Linked DNA regions of Pan troglodytes: region 2 is linked to region 1. A link is a contact called in public Hi-C data. All regions are on one chromosome and are shown on one strand. The core of a region is the stretch at or near the end of the contact, and the rest is flanking DNA. Distances in the headings are between cores, read along the strand shown.

What was found. Hi-C and Micro-C count contacts between places; a contact is called where the count stands out from the background.
Region 2: a Hi-C map of stem cell-derived neural progenitor cells shows a contact between it and region 1, with 10 times the contacts expected there. The contact joins the enhancer-like site here to the promoter of IRS2 in region 1. A contact is called at or near these places in 3 of 7 Hi-C or Micro-C datasets (blood, induced pluripotent stem cells and stem cell-derived neural progenitor cells) and 1 of 1 datasets of contacts at active chromatin or transcription factors (stem cell-derived excitatory neurons).

What each region holds. Positions count from the first base shown.
Region 1 is chr14:115,393,907-115,400,654 of NHGRI_mPanTro3-v2.0_pri, forward strand. IRS2 (insulin receptor substrate 2) reads right to left here and starts at 3,626. Exons shown (of 2, transcript XM_016925526.4): 1 at 1-3,626. The coding sequence starts at 3,059.
Region 2 is chr14:115,722,819-115,729,566 of NHGRI_mPanTro3-v2.0_pri, forward strand. No RefSeq gene overlaps it. Among named protein-coding and RNA genes, the nearest start is that of COL4A1, 200 kb to the right of the region's middle. Within about 2 kb of position 4,098, at least 10 of the 24 cell types and tissues checked have an H3K27ac peak or open chromatin away from gene starts, as enhancers often do. A contact at or near this core is called in stem cell-derived neural progenitor cells, where this site is marked.

The sequences.
Region 1 (6,748 bases), core at 2,376-4,875:
GGCAACGGCGGATACGGGGAGGAGGCCTCCGGGGACAGGAGGCCGTCCAAGGAGCCCACGGGGTGGCCGCTCGGGGCGCCCGGCTTAGGAGACTTGGGGGAGCTGAAGTCGAGGTTCATGTAGTCGGAGAGCGGAGACCGCTGTCGGCTGTCGCTGCTGGTGCCCGGGGTGCCTGAGCCCAGCGACGAGGCCGGGCTGCTGGCGGACAAGAGCGAGGAGGACGAGGCCGCCGACGCCAGCAGGGGAGGCGCGGGCGGCGACAGGCGGGCCCCGGGCTCGCCAAAGTCGATGTTGATGTACTCGCCGGGGCTCTTGGGCTCCGGTGGCAGTGGATACTCGTGCATGCTGGGCAGGCTGGGCAGCCCCTCCAGGGACAGGCGCGTGGGCCTCACCGCCCGGCCGCGCTGGCCCAAGAAGCCCTCCGGGCGGCCGCCGCCTAGGCCGCCGCTAGGCCGCACGGGCGAAGGCACTACAGGGTGAGGGGGCTGCGTGGGGCCGGCCCCGAAGGCGCTGGCTGCCTGGCTGGGCCCTGGCGTGGCCTGAGGCTCCAGACGCTCCTCCTCCAGGATGCGCCCCACGGGGGAGCTCATGAGCACGTACTGGTCGCTGTCCCCGCCGCAGGTGTAGGGGGCCTTGTAGGAGCGGGGCAAGGAGCTGTAGCAGCAGCCGGGAACGCCCCTGAGCGGCTCCCCGCCGGGGTGCAGGGCTGCGGAGAAGAAGTCGGGCGGGGTGCCCGTGGTGACCGCGTCGCTGGGGGACACGTTGAGGTAGTCCCCGTTGGGCAGCAGCTTGCCATCTGCATGCTCCATGGACAGCTTGGAACCGCACCACATGCGCATGTACCCACTGTCCTCGGGGGAGCTCTCGGCGGGCGAGCTGGCCTTGTAGCCGCCCCCACTCGCCGGGAATGTCCTGCCCGCCGCAGAGGTGGGTGCTGGCCCCGCAGGCCCCGCAGAGGGCACGGCGGCGGCGGCGGCTGCCCTGGGCTGCAAGATCTGCTTGGGGGCGGACACGCTGGCGGGGCTCATGGGCATGTAGTCGTCGCTCCTGCAGCTGCCGCTCCCACTGCCCGCGAGGGCCGCGCCGGGGGTCATGGGCATGTAGCCGTCGTCTGCCCCCAGATTGCTGCTGGAGCTCCTGTGGGAGCCGATCTCGATGTCTCCGTAGTCCTCTGGGTAGGGGTGGTAGGCCACCTTGGGAGAGGACGCGGGGCAGGACGGGCAGAGGCGGCCCGCGCTGCCCGAGAAGGTGGCCCGCATCAGGGTGTATTCATCCAGCGAGGCAGAGGAGGGCTGGGGCACCGGCCGCTGCCGGGCTGGCGTGGTCAGGGAGTAGGTCCTCTTGCGCAGCCCTCGGTCCAGGTCCTGGGCCGCGTCCCCCGAGACCCGGCGGTAGGGGCGGCCACAGTGGCTCAGGGGCCTGTCCATGGTCATGTACCCGTAGAACTCACCGCCGCCGCCGCCATCTCGGGCCGGGGGCGTCTCCGCGATGGACTCGGGCGTGTTGCTTCGGTGGCTGCAGAAAGCGCGCAAGTCGCCTGGGCTGGAGCCGTACTCGTCCAGGGACATGAAGCCGGGGTCGCTGGGGGAGCCTGAGGCGGAGGCGCTGCCGCTGGAGGGCCGCTGGCCGGGGCCGTGGTGCAGCGGATGCGGCAGAGGCGGGTGCGGGCCGGGCGGCGGCGGGTAGGAGCCCGAGCCGTGGCCGCTGCTGGACGACAGGGAGCCGGGGCTGGTGGCGGCGGGCGGCGAGTGCGCCACGGGCATGGACATGGAGCGGCTGTGTTGCAGCGCGCCCCCTGCCGGCAGCAGCGCCACCTTGCTCCCGCGGCCGCCGCAGCCGCCGCTCAGGGTGTGCGAGCGGCTCAGGGGCGCGCGCACCGGCCCGGGGCTCAGAGGGCTCCCAGCCACCGACACCGGCCTGGCGCCCGCGGCCGCCGCTCCCGCCGCCGCGCCGCCGTCGCCCTCGCTGGCGGTGCGCACCCGGCACGAGCTGCACTTGGCCGCCGGCGGGGTGGCGGCCAGGCTGTCGGTGCGCGAGCGGCGCACCAGGCCCGTCTGGCTGGGGGGCAGGTTGACCAGGTGGTGGTGGCGGCGCGCGCCGGGGACGCTGATGGGGTGCGTGGCCGACGACCCCGACGATTGGCTCTTACTGCGCGGCCGGAACTCGAAGAGCTCCTTGAGCGCCTTCATGGCCTCCAGGATGGTCTCGTGGATGTTCTGCGCCACCACCGAGTCGTCCGCCTGCATCCACAGCTCGCCGGGGCCTGTGACGGCCGAGCGGCCCACCTCGATGAAGAAGAAGCTGTCCGAGTGGCCGCAGCGGCGGATGTTCATTAGCTGCAGCGTCACCGACGGCTGCTCGCAGTTGAGCTTCACGAAGCCGATGGTGCGCGCCGACAGGCACAGACGGTACACCCCCGTCAGGTTCTTGCTCTGGCCCAGACCCTTGGGCTTCAGGTTCACCTGCCACACCTCACGGTAGGCGGCCGTGGCGGGAGCCACCAGCCCGTAGCTGTCCTCGGCCCCGGCGGCGCCGGCAGAGCCGCCCAGGGCGCCGGGCAGGGAGGCGCTGCAGGACGCGGCGGGCGCGGCGGTGGGGGGCGCGTCTCCGGCGGCCGCGCGGCCCTCGCTGACCAGGTCGGTGAGCGCGCGGTACCAGCCCTCCTGCTCCTGCTCGTTCTCGGCGGCCACGGCGAAGTACTCGTCCTTGGTGTAGAGGGCGATCAGGTACTTGTGCTTGGCGTCGGCGCGCTTGTTGATGTTCAGGCAGCAGTCGAGAGCGATCACCCGTTTCGGCGCGCCTGCCTTGCTCCGCCACTTTTTCTCGCTCTCGTAGTACTCGAGCCGCGGCGGCTGCGGCGCCGACCCCCCGCCCGCCGTCGCCTCGTCGCCGCCCGCGCCGGGCCCGCGCAGCACGAAGAAGCGCTTGTGGCCGTGCTTCTGCTTGCGCAGGTAGCCGCACTTGCGCACGCTGTGATTGTTGTTGTTGTTGTTGTTGTTGAGGTTGGGGCCGTCTCCGCTCGCCGGCCCGGGCGGCCCCTGCCGCGGCGGGCTCGCCATCGCGGGCGCTTCAGGCCGCGCGGCCCGGGCCCGGCGCCCAGGGGTTGGGGCGAGGGGCGGAGGGGGCGCGGGCGGGGGCGGCTCCCTCCCACCCTTGCGCCCGGCCGCCCACCCGAGCACGCGTCCCTCGGGCCCAGGCGGTGGGGAAGGTCCGGGGAGGCCCGCGGGGGCCAGCACCGCTCGGCGGCGCCGCGCCCTCCGCGCTCTGGGGCTCCTGAGGATGCCCGGCGCGGGCGGTGGCCGCCCCCCTCCCCGGCTGCCTGCGGCCGCTGCCTCCTCGGGCTCTCGGGCGGCGCCGGGGGACGCGCTGGCTGGGCCGGGAGTCGGGGTCCCCGAGGCGCGGGGCCGAGCCTAAGGCGCGCGCGGCCGCACCGGGGCTGCTGCCGCCGCGTCGCGCTCCGGGAAGCCGGGGTGCGCCCGGGCGCTCGGGGTCCGCGCCGCCGCCGGGGCTGCTGCTGCTGCTGGTGCTGCTGCTGCTGCTGCCAACGGCGACCCGGGCTCGTCGCGGTCCCCGCCGCACAGTGAGTAACACATCGCGCACCGAGTGACTGAACTAAGAAGAGCAAAACAACATGTGACTCGGCGTTACGCAGGCACACACAGCGCGGCCGCCCCGCCCCGCTGCCTCGCATTGGCGCCGCGCCCCCCGACGGACGGCGCGCTCGGCCAATCGGCGCGGCGCTCGCGGGGGCGGGCCGCGCGCCCCCGCCCCGCCCCCCTTTCTCCCCGGGCCGCGTTTCCCGCCGTCCCCTCCCCCTCCCGCGGAGGCCCCGGCCCGGCCGGGCGGGGTGGGGGCGGCCCGGGCCTCATTAATCAGCGGCTTGTTGTGGATGCAGGCGGAGGAGATGCCACCCAGGGCGGGAAAAGGGGCGCGGAAGAGGGGCGGGGCGGGCCACGGCGCGCAGGGCCCTTCCCTCCCGCCTCGGACTCAATTAATTGGGCTTGAGCTTCCGCCGGGGAGGGGGCGCCGGGCGGGGCCGCGGCTGGGCGGGGCGGGGGATCGGGATCGGCGGCGGGGGCTGCGGCCTTGCAGGGGAAGCGTGGGCGGCGAGCCGGGCCGTGCTCTCGGGGCGCGGGGTCCCCATTTTGGGCGAGGGCGGCCGCTCCCGCGCTCCGGGTGGGCGCGCCCCCTCCCCGTCCCCGGTTCCCCGTCCCCGTCTCCCGTCCCCATCTCCGTCCCCCGCAGCCGCGAAGCGCGGGGAGGTTCCAGGGCCCGCGGCCGCGGGTTCGCGAGCACCGCGCTCCAGATCGAGAGCGGCGCGCGCCCTTCCGTGGAGGACAGCGGGGCTGCGAGGGGCGCGGAGGGGGCGCCCGTGTCCCACCCGCTCGCGGGCGCTTTACGGGGCGTCCTCTGCGCCATTCACTTGTCAGCTTGTCGGGAAGTTGAAATCGCGTTTGGGAGGTAATAGGAGAAAGAGATCGGGGACGGCAGGCGGAGAAAGTGCGGTTTCCATAGCGCTGGGGAGAGGGCGGACCCGCGAGCCAGCGGTCCCTGAGCTGGGAGACCGCGCGGGCGTCTCTCCAGCCCCCGCAGGAGCGCCGCCTTCCTTCCGCAGGGGCGTCCTTTCCCCCCACCGCTGCAGGAGCACCCCCTTCCTTCCTCGGAAGCGTCCTCTCACCACACCGCTTCAAGAGCCCCCCTTTCCTTCTACAGGGGCGTCCTCTCCCCCTCCGAGGCAGGAGCCCCCCTTCCTTCCACAGGGACGTCCTTTCCACCTCCGAGGCAGGAGCGCCCCTTTTCCCCCCACAGGAGCGCCCTCCCCACCCCAGGAGCGCCCTGCGCCCAGCAGACGGGCAGGTGGGCGGGCGTCCACTACCTGTGTGCGCGGTGCGGGCGGTGACTGCCAAGTTGGAGATGCCCTTGGAGAACTGCTTCGAATTCATATATCTACTGGGCTTTTGTGACTTTCAAAGCCTATAGCAAATAAGCACCCCTGCAATTACATCTCCTCAATGACCAAGTCAGGGTGAGGCGAGGGCTTCCTGAGTTCAGATCCCAGCAAGCTCCCGATCCTGCGCAACGAAGAAAACTCAACAAAACAGGCTTTGGCTGTTTATTTTATTTTTTTTAATTGTGCCTTCATGAAATAATTTACAGCAATAATTTATCTTATAATATTGGTTGTTTTTAAGTCCCGGATGTTTACTTTTGGATGTCCTCTATAATTCATAGAAGTATCTTAAAAGTAATAAAATCTTAATCTAAGAGAAAATAAGTGTAATTTTTGAAAGAGTGATATATATTTTAATATGTTTTTGTAACATGTGACTTGAAGATTGTGTTGGCTAATTTTATGTGCCAAGAGAGCCCTGACTAGTTCAAAGATTATAGCGTTTTTATTTTTAGCATGTATACAGTTAGGATTATTGATCAGTAGCCTGAATTTGGGAAGAATAATCATTGTGGCAAATATCACCCAGTGTGCCTCAAAAAGGTGTGTTTAAAGTTGATCTTCCATTTTTAAATCATACCTTAAAAAAATAATACCTCAAGAAATGCCATGTTAAGTCTGTGCACCTATGTGTGCATGTGTGCGTGTTTGTTTATATAATAGATTGTGTATGATTGTGTGTGTATAGGTATGTGTGTATGATTGTGTGTGTTGGGGGCGCCACCTTTATGAACAGTATGCTTCGGCGTTCTTTTTAGATCTTGTTACCTTTTCTTATGTTCACAAATGTTGCCTAGCAATATGTCTAGTCAGAAAAGATGAAGGGATTCTTATCTTGGTGCTTGAAGAAAATGTGGTGTGGTTTTATTGGCTTTGTGATCACTTACATCCCACTTTTATGAGGATGTAAATGGGCCACTTTTATGTTCCTGTATGTTGCCAGCCATCAGTAGACAATGCTAAAGGAACCACCACTTTTAAACATCATGTGATGGTTTCTTCTGAGAAAGTATATTTTGCAATTTTTTTCTTTTTCATTTTGACTTTTATTATGAAGTTGCATTTGCATATCCGTATTGAACATTTACTTGCTATGCCTGTCACACGTTAGCAAGTGTCATCTTCTCCTGTTTGCTTGTTTCTTGGGGCCATCCTAGTGTTAAAGGCCAGTGTTTTTAAGGTGTCAGCAGCTCTGGATTGGCAGTTAGCACTTTCCCCATGTACTGCCTCAGTTACCAGACTGGGGACAAAAGAGAGAAGGTTAAAGAATTATCACCTATGTCCGTGGTATTCTGTCATAGAGAGTATAAATTTCCTACAGCAAACTGGAAATTAATTGCAATTCTGCAGTTAGAACCTCTAAATACAAATGTGGGTGATACAATTTCAATTCTCATTGAGAGTCAGCCCATGAAACAAACCAACAGTAAGAAACTGTGTAATTAGAAGTATCCCAGTCCTCTTCCTCAACCGAGGAACTTGTTTTCTTTCCCCCTTTCTATTGCCAGATAAGCTATTTATTTATTTAAAGCTTGTTCTACACCTTGTGATTTTCCAACTGTTCTTCCATACTTTTTCAACAAAAGTCAGCTAATAACATCTGCCAACATGCTCTGCACGCAGGACTGGCTGGGGCTGGCATGGCCTCTTGCCAGCAAACAGCCTGGTTGAAATTTTTTCTCATGGTCCAAGATCTTTCCTTGGAAGCTTTCTTTCCTTTCACAGCTAATAAAATGGCCATATCTTTCAGCAGGGAGTTTTTTCTGTTTGTTTTTTCTATTTTTAACAGAATCATAT
Region 2 (6,748 bases), core at 2,848-5,347, 330 kb after region 1:
ACCACAACCACCACCACCAAAATCTCCCATCCCTGACAAACAGTTCCTATGTTATTTTAGAAAAAGTCTCTCCCCACAGTATGGCAGGAGCACTTCCCATAGTGCCCCCTTCGGCTTTATCTTCAACGATATCTCAAGGCCTGCCAAGCATTCTGACATCATGAGATTAGACTCCACTGTGTACTGGCAGGTTTGCATATTTTAGATGTCATATTTTAAAGCACAAGACAGGGGCCATGGGGTGGGAGGGACAGTGTGAGGCCCATTCCCTGTTCCCAGGGCACAGACTGCTGTGACATTTGCTCTCTTGAGAACTTAGCAAGGGCAGGCAGAGGCAGCTGACCGAAAGTAACTCCGTGCAAAAGTGGCCCAGCCACTCACGGCGACACTTAATTGAGAGGAATGAGGGCCAGAATTCAAGTCCAGGTTCATGGACAAGTCATGTCCTTTTCAAGACCTACACTTGAAGCCACGTCTATGGCCCTTGCTCAGTGTCTCCTTAGTAACCATCGTGGTGCCTCACATGGTGAAAGCTTGACAAACTTTGAAGGACTTCAGCACACGTGGTCTCATTCATTCTACAAAGTCAAGATGTCTTTAACCCTCCTACCTATTTCTTGGGAATAAAACAGAGCTTGAATGACTTTAGTGATAAATAACTTTGGAATAGCAACTCCACATCTTTCCATGCATTGCAGCCTCACGGCATCCGTGTGAGGGAGTGTCATTATTATCCCATTTTAGAGGTGCAGTGGGTGAGGTTGGAAGAAGTTTTGACTTTTCTGAAGAAACTTAACTAGAACATGAAAGAGTTCATTCTGAACCCAAGTTCCAGGTTTTTCTATCACCGTTCCATTGGCTTCCTTTATTTCTGTTAATAGTGTGATTGCTAAGAATAAATGCCTAACATTTACTAAGTGCCTCTATGAGCCAAGTAACACAGTAAGGAATTGTACATGGATTACCTCAGGGCAAGGCAGAGGGGTGCATGGCCGGCCTGCAGGACAGCCCAGCAGCGGGAGCATCAGGGCGAGCTGAGAATCCATTTAGGAGATGGGGCCTACTAGTATTTCCATTCTACAGATGCCTAAACTAAGGCTTGGATGAGTTAACTCACTCCCATGAGGCCACAGAGCCAGCAGGTGAAGATGGAGCCATGATACCTAACTCAGCACTCTGTCTCCAGAGCCAACGACAGGTCCTGGAGCCATTAGCCGTACGGCGACTACTTCTCAATTCATTATCAGCACCTCTCATTCATTTCACATGCAAGCCAGCTTCTTAGAGGAAACAGCATTAATTATGTAGACATATGTTTATGTTGGTCAATGGACTTCTTGCTGTTGTTACATGGCTTGAGGATTGGTCTCCTCTTTTACGACAATAGTCACAGCAAATGTTTCACAAGTATATTACAGAAGTGACAGCATATATCAAAGACACTCAGTTAAAGATGAAAGTGTAGAAACGCCAGGTTTTCTGGGAAGGGGTCGCCCAAGGGAAAGAGTTGAAGATTGAAGGTTGATAGGAACAGCTTGTGTTCAGAGATAGTCGTGAGTTTACGAAGCTGTGGAATGTTTATGGAGGACATCGGCCATCCAACATGAGGATGAACTTCATTCCCCGAGGCCTGGCGCAGGATGGAGCTGTGATTATGTGGGCTGTCCTTTGCACGGTAACGGGGGCTCCATCGATGAATAACAGGGGGTGCCTCCAAAAGGCCACGCTGACTCTGGGAATTGCTTTGAATTTCAGGCTTAGAGAGCTGGGGCTGGAGTGCTGATCATGCCTTTGAAGCTAAAGGCAGTGCGTGCTCTGAGGCAAGGAGCTGCAGCTTGGACCTGAGCCCTGGGAAGCTGCCCAGAGGCACTGCATGGCAGAGCAGGCTGGGGGCAGGAGCAGAGACAGCTCTTTACCGAGACCAGCTCCAAGACAGCTCGCCCCTAATAAGGAAGTAGAGTGGCACTCCCCCATACCTCATCTCAGAGACCTCCCGGGTCCTTCAGCCTCGCTGAAGGAAGGCCGAGCCTCTGTGGGGCCCTGAGATGTTAGGGCTGAGCAGATTCTAAAGCAGGACTCTCAGTCCTGAGTAGCAGAAGATCAGATGAGGGTGAGAACTGCCCCAAACTGAGCTGCCAGTTAGATTCAGAAATGTGCTCAGGCTGGTGGGTAGAGCTGCCTGACACTTTATTCCTTTTCTTCATGTCATTTACTATAATATTAATAATCTCTGGTTACACATCATCTCTAAATGTCACGATCTTGAAGGTCAGTGTTAGGGGTGAATTGTGTCTCCCAGAAAGCCAAGTTCAAGTTGTAAACCATACCTGTGAATGGGACCTTATTTGGAAATAGGTATTTGTGAATGTGATCGAGTTAAAATGAGGTCATGCTGGCTTACCTGGGGACTTAATCCAATGATGGAGGTCCTCCTAAGAGGAGGAAATTTATACCGAGACACACAGGGAAGACCTCAAGTGACCACAGAGGCAGAGACGGGAGCGATGTGGCTGGAAGCCGAGCAATGCCAAGGACTGCATCAGCACTAGAGGCTGGAAGCAGGGGAGACCCTTTCCGGAGCCTTCAGAGGGACCACGGCCTGTGGACCCCATGATTTGGGACCCTCAGCCTCCAGAACTGTGAAAAAACACACTTCTTGTGTCAAGCCCGAGGTTGTGGCAATTCATTGCAGTGGCCCGAGTGCACTAAGATCAAAGTCCTAAAACCTTTGTTTTCCGTAGGAGGATATCGAGGCTCAGAACACTGTCCCTCCACAAAAGGGTGGCACTGCTAAGACTAGGCCCAGACCTTCCTGGCAGTGCCAGGTCCTTCCTCTTCCCAAAACACACGGGACATAAAGGGTGTTCCCGTGCATTTCATGTGGCCAAGGCTCTCTGTCAGCCCTGTTCTCAGGGATCCCTTGGCGATGGGACCTGAAGTTCTGGAGGGAGCTGCCACAGCAGCATGGATCCAGGAGGCTCCCAGGTCACATGCTTGGGGCAGTCGGAGGTTCCAAGTGTGGTGCCAAGTGCCCAGTTGAGTTGTTGGCACTTCTGGCCTTCGGAGTCACTCTGTGGACGCTGGTAAGTCATCAAAGAGGGTGTTGCCTCTGTGAACGTCAGGGGCACAGCCTAGCGGAGAGTGGGCCTTGGGGACATGGGGACCCCTAATTTAATATAGACATGGCACGCAAGGCAGTGGAGGCAGCTCCTGTCAGCATCCTGGGGCGGCGGACAGGCTGGAACCTGTGGTCTCGGGATCAACCACCCTGGGAAGCAAAACGTACTTCCCGCCGTTCTCCACACTGAGGCGCCATTAACAAGGCCCTAGCAAGCAACTAGGCCTGGCTCGGGCAAGGCCGCCACTTCCGTAAGCTTTAGAGCCAAAGACAGCAGGTGCCCAAGGGAGGCACTGCACCAGTGTGAGAGTGTGAGTGTGCAACAGAACACACGTGTGTGAGTGTGTGACCGTGTGTGGGTTTGATTGTGAGCATGCTGTGATTGAGTGTGTGTAACATCATGTTAGGTATGGGCGAGTGTGCATGTGAGTGTCTACAAGCATGAGTGTGTCACAGAGTGTGTATGTGAATAAGTATAGGAGTGTGTGTGAGAATGTGTGTGCATGTGCAAGAGTGAGAGGGTGTGTGCCTGTGTGACTGCCTGTGTTGGGTGTGTGTATGGGCCTGTCTGTGTGTGTATGTATAAGTTTGTGAATAAGTGTGCATGTGTGTGGGTAGAGATGAGTGTGAATGTGTGTATATGTGTATGTGCATGAGGTTGTGTGAGCTGTGGATGTGCATTTATGAGTGTGGATGTGCAAGTATACACCTGTGTGCATGTATGAGTGTGTGTGTGAGTTTGTGAATAAGTGTGTGAGTGTTGATGTGGTTGTGTACATGTGAGTGTGTGTGTGTGGCTGTGGGGGTGTGTGTGTGTGTTTCTAAGTGAGTGTAGGAGTGCAAGTGTGGGCGGGCTCTGGCAAATGCATGGGAGCCTCAAGAGGCCCAGGAATGAGGCTGACCAGGCTGTGAGTGCACTTCCAGTAGGGATCCCTCCCAGCAGGGCCTGGATGCTGCAGCGGGCCTGCTCTGCCTGCTTTGTGTGGAGTGTGCTGCCACCCAGGGGAAGGCTCCTGGCTGACATGGCAAGTTGACATTGGTCTTGGGTGGTTTCTGTCTCTAGGCTCAGACAAGAAAAAGGACAGATAGGGTGCAGGGGCCAGGAGTCAGGGACTAGCCCCGGCAGAGAGAAGGGGAAAGCGCCAAGACCCCAGGCACAGGCTTCAGAAACACCCCTACTGGACCATCTATCCACATCAGTGGGACCTCTTCCCCATTTTCCCCCTTCCTGTAGTCTAAGGTGCTTGCTGGCTAAGGGTATTAGAGGACACCAGGAGAGAGGCGTGGCCTGTCTCCCTTATGTGTCCCTAAACTGATCCTTACTGGAGATAAGTCCCCAACAATGTCTTGAATTTCAGGAAGCTTCACTTTGTTGTGTTGTCTGATACTGCAATGCTACCCCGAGAAGCCTTGGAAATTCACATCACCATGCTCCTAAATACGCCTGGTTAACTGCTGGAGCCTTTTCATATGAAAAAGGAAACCCACTAACTGACGTTCCCACAAATCTCCTGGGTCCCTCAGGGTCTTTGAACTCTGCCTGAGAGACAGTTTCATCACCCTCTGGGACAACAAATTCATACATTTCTATCTTGCTCCAGTTCCAAGAAAATGGCATTGTGTCCTTTAAAATGCAGTCAATTCTAAAAGCACACTTCTCCTTGCCTCCTCAAAGAGTGCTCACAACAGTGACTGATAGTTCATTCTTCTTCGTCTTCTTTCTTTAAGACAGTTTGTTCAGACTTTTTACTTACGTGCTGCAATACAGATTTTAAGAGCTCATTAGCATGGTACAGCAGCTGCACCTTTACAGGATCATGATCCTAATACGGAAAAGGCAGTTTCTGCGGCGGAGCGGTGCCTTCTGCAGGGCCCTGGCAGCCCTTGATGCTCCCGCTGCTGAGCTGTCCTGCAGCCCGGCCATGCACGCCTCCGCCTTGTTCCTCCCCCTATGGAGACAGGCGGCTGAGTCAGGCCTGTCCTCCACGGAGGGATAAGCCTGCCATGCACTCCCAGAAGCTGCCAAGTCAACCCCCAGCCGTCTCTTTCCAAGCGCTAGCTACTCCATTCCCTTCCCTCTGTGGAGCTCTTATTTCCCTACTGTCTAACCAGTCAGACACCACGTGCCCTTCAGTCCCAAGCTGTCCGCTCTGATCCCTTCGTGGAGTCTTCCGATATAAATAAACTAAACAAGGGAAAACCCACAGGGAAGAAGAAAGTCTGCAGGTTGTTTTAGACTCCAAACAGATAGGGATTGAGCTTGAAAGAGGGGCAACTGTAAATACCAGATCTTCTTGTAGAGCGGCCAAGTAGATCTGGTATTGACAGGTGCCCCTCTTTCACCTGGTATTGACAGGCCCCCAATGGAAAATAGACATCATTGCATAGGCACTGATGAAACAGCACGCTTTGAAAAATAGCAAATAAAATCAGGCAAACTCTGCTGTTTTCAAAGTTAGAATCTCTTACTACAGAGTCTAGGATGGTCATATTAGCAGAATATTAGGCACAGTGGCTGATGCCTGTAATCCCAGCACTTTGGGAGGCCAAGGCAGGCAGATCACCCGAAGCCAGGAGTTCGAGACCAGCCTGGCCAACATAGTGAAACCCCATCTCTACTAAAACAAATATAAAAAATTAGTCAGGTGTGGTGGTGGGTGCCTGTAATCCCAGCTACTCGGGAGGCTGAGGCAGGAGAATCACCTGGACCTGGGAGGCGGAGGCTGCAGTGAGCTGAGATTTCGCCATTGCACTCCTGCCTGGGCAACAAGAGCAAAACTCCATTTCAAACAAACAAACAAACAATATTAGCAGAAGATTAACAGACTAAGAAGATAAGGCTGGCCAGGGTGGCGGGCTGGGTGGTGGTCTGGGTGATGGGCTGGGTGATGGGCTGCGTGGCGGGCTGCGTGGCAGGCTGGGTGGCGGGCTGCGTGGCGGGCTGCGTGGCGGGCTGGGTGATGGGCGGGGTGGTGGGCGGGGTGGCGGGCTGCGTGGCAGGCTGCGTGGCGGGCTGCGTGGCGGGCTGGGTGGCGGGACAGAACGGTGTCCCACGTGGCGCTTTCCCATCTCTGCTCACCCCCTTACCATCCCCTTGGCAGCTCTCCCAGATACCTTATCTAACAAAGACTGAGCCTTGTTCTTTTGGCTTAGGATTGACTTGGCGATGCGGGCTCTTTTTTGGTTCCATATGAACTTTAAAGTAGTTTTTTCCAATTCTGAGAAGAAAGTCATTGGTAGCTTGATGGGGATGGCATTGAATCTATAAATTACCTTGGGCAGTATGGCCATTTTCATGATATTGATTCTTCCTACCCATGAGCGTGGAATGTTCTTCCATTTGTTTGAATCCTCTTTCATTTCATTGAGCAGTGGTTTGTAGTTCTCCTTGAAGAGGTCCTTCACATCCCTTGTAAGTTGGATTCCTAGGTATTTTATTCTCTTTGAAGCAATTGTGAATGGAAGTTCACTCATGATTTGGCTCTCTGTTTGTCTGTTATTAGTGTATAGGAATGCTTGTGATTTTTGCACATTGATTTTGTATCCTGAGACTTTGCTTAAGTTGCTTATCAGCTTAAGGAGATTTTGGGCTGAGACAATGGGGTTTTCTAGATATGTCATGTCATCTGC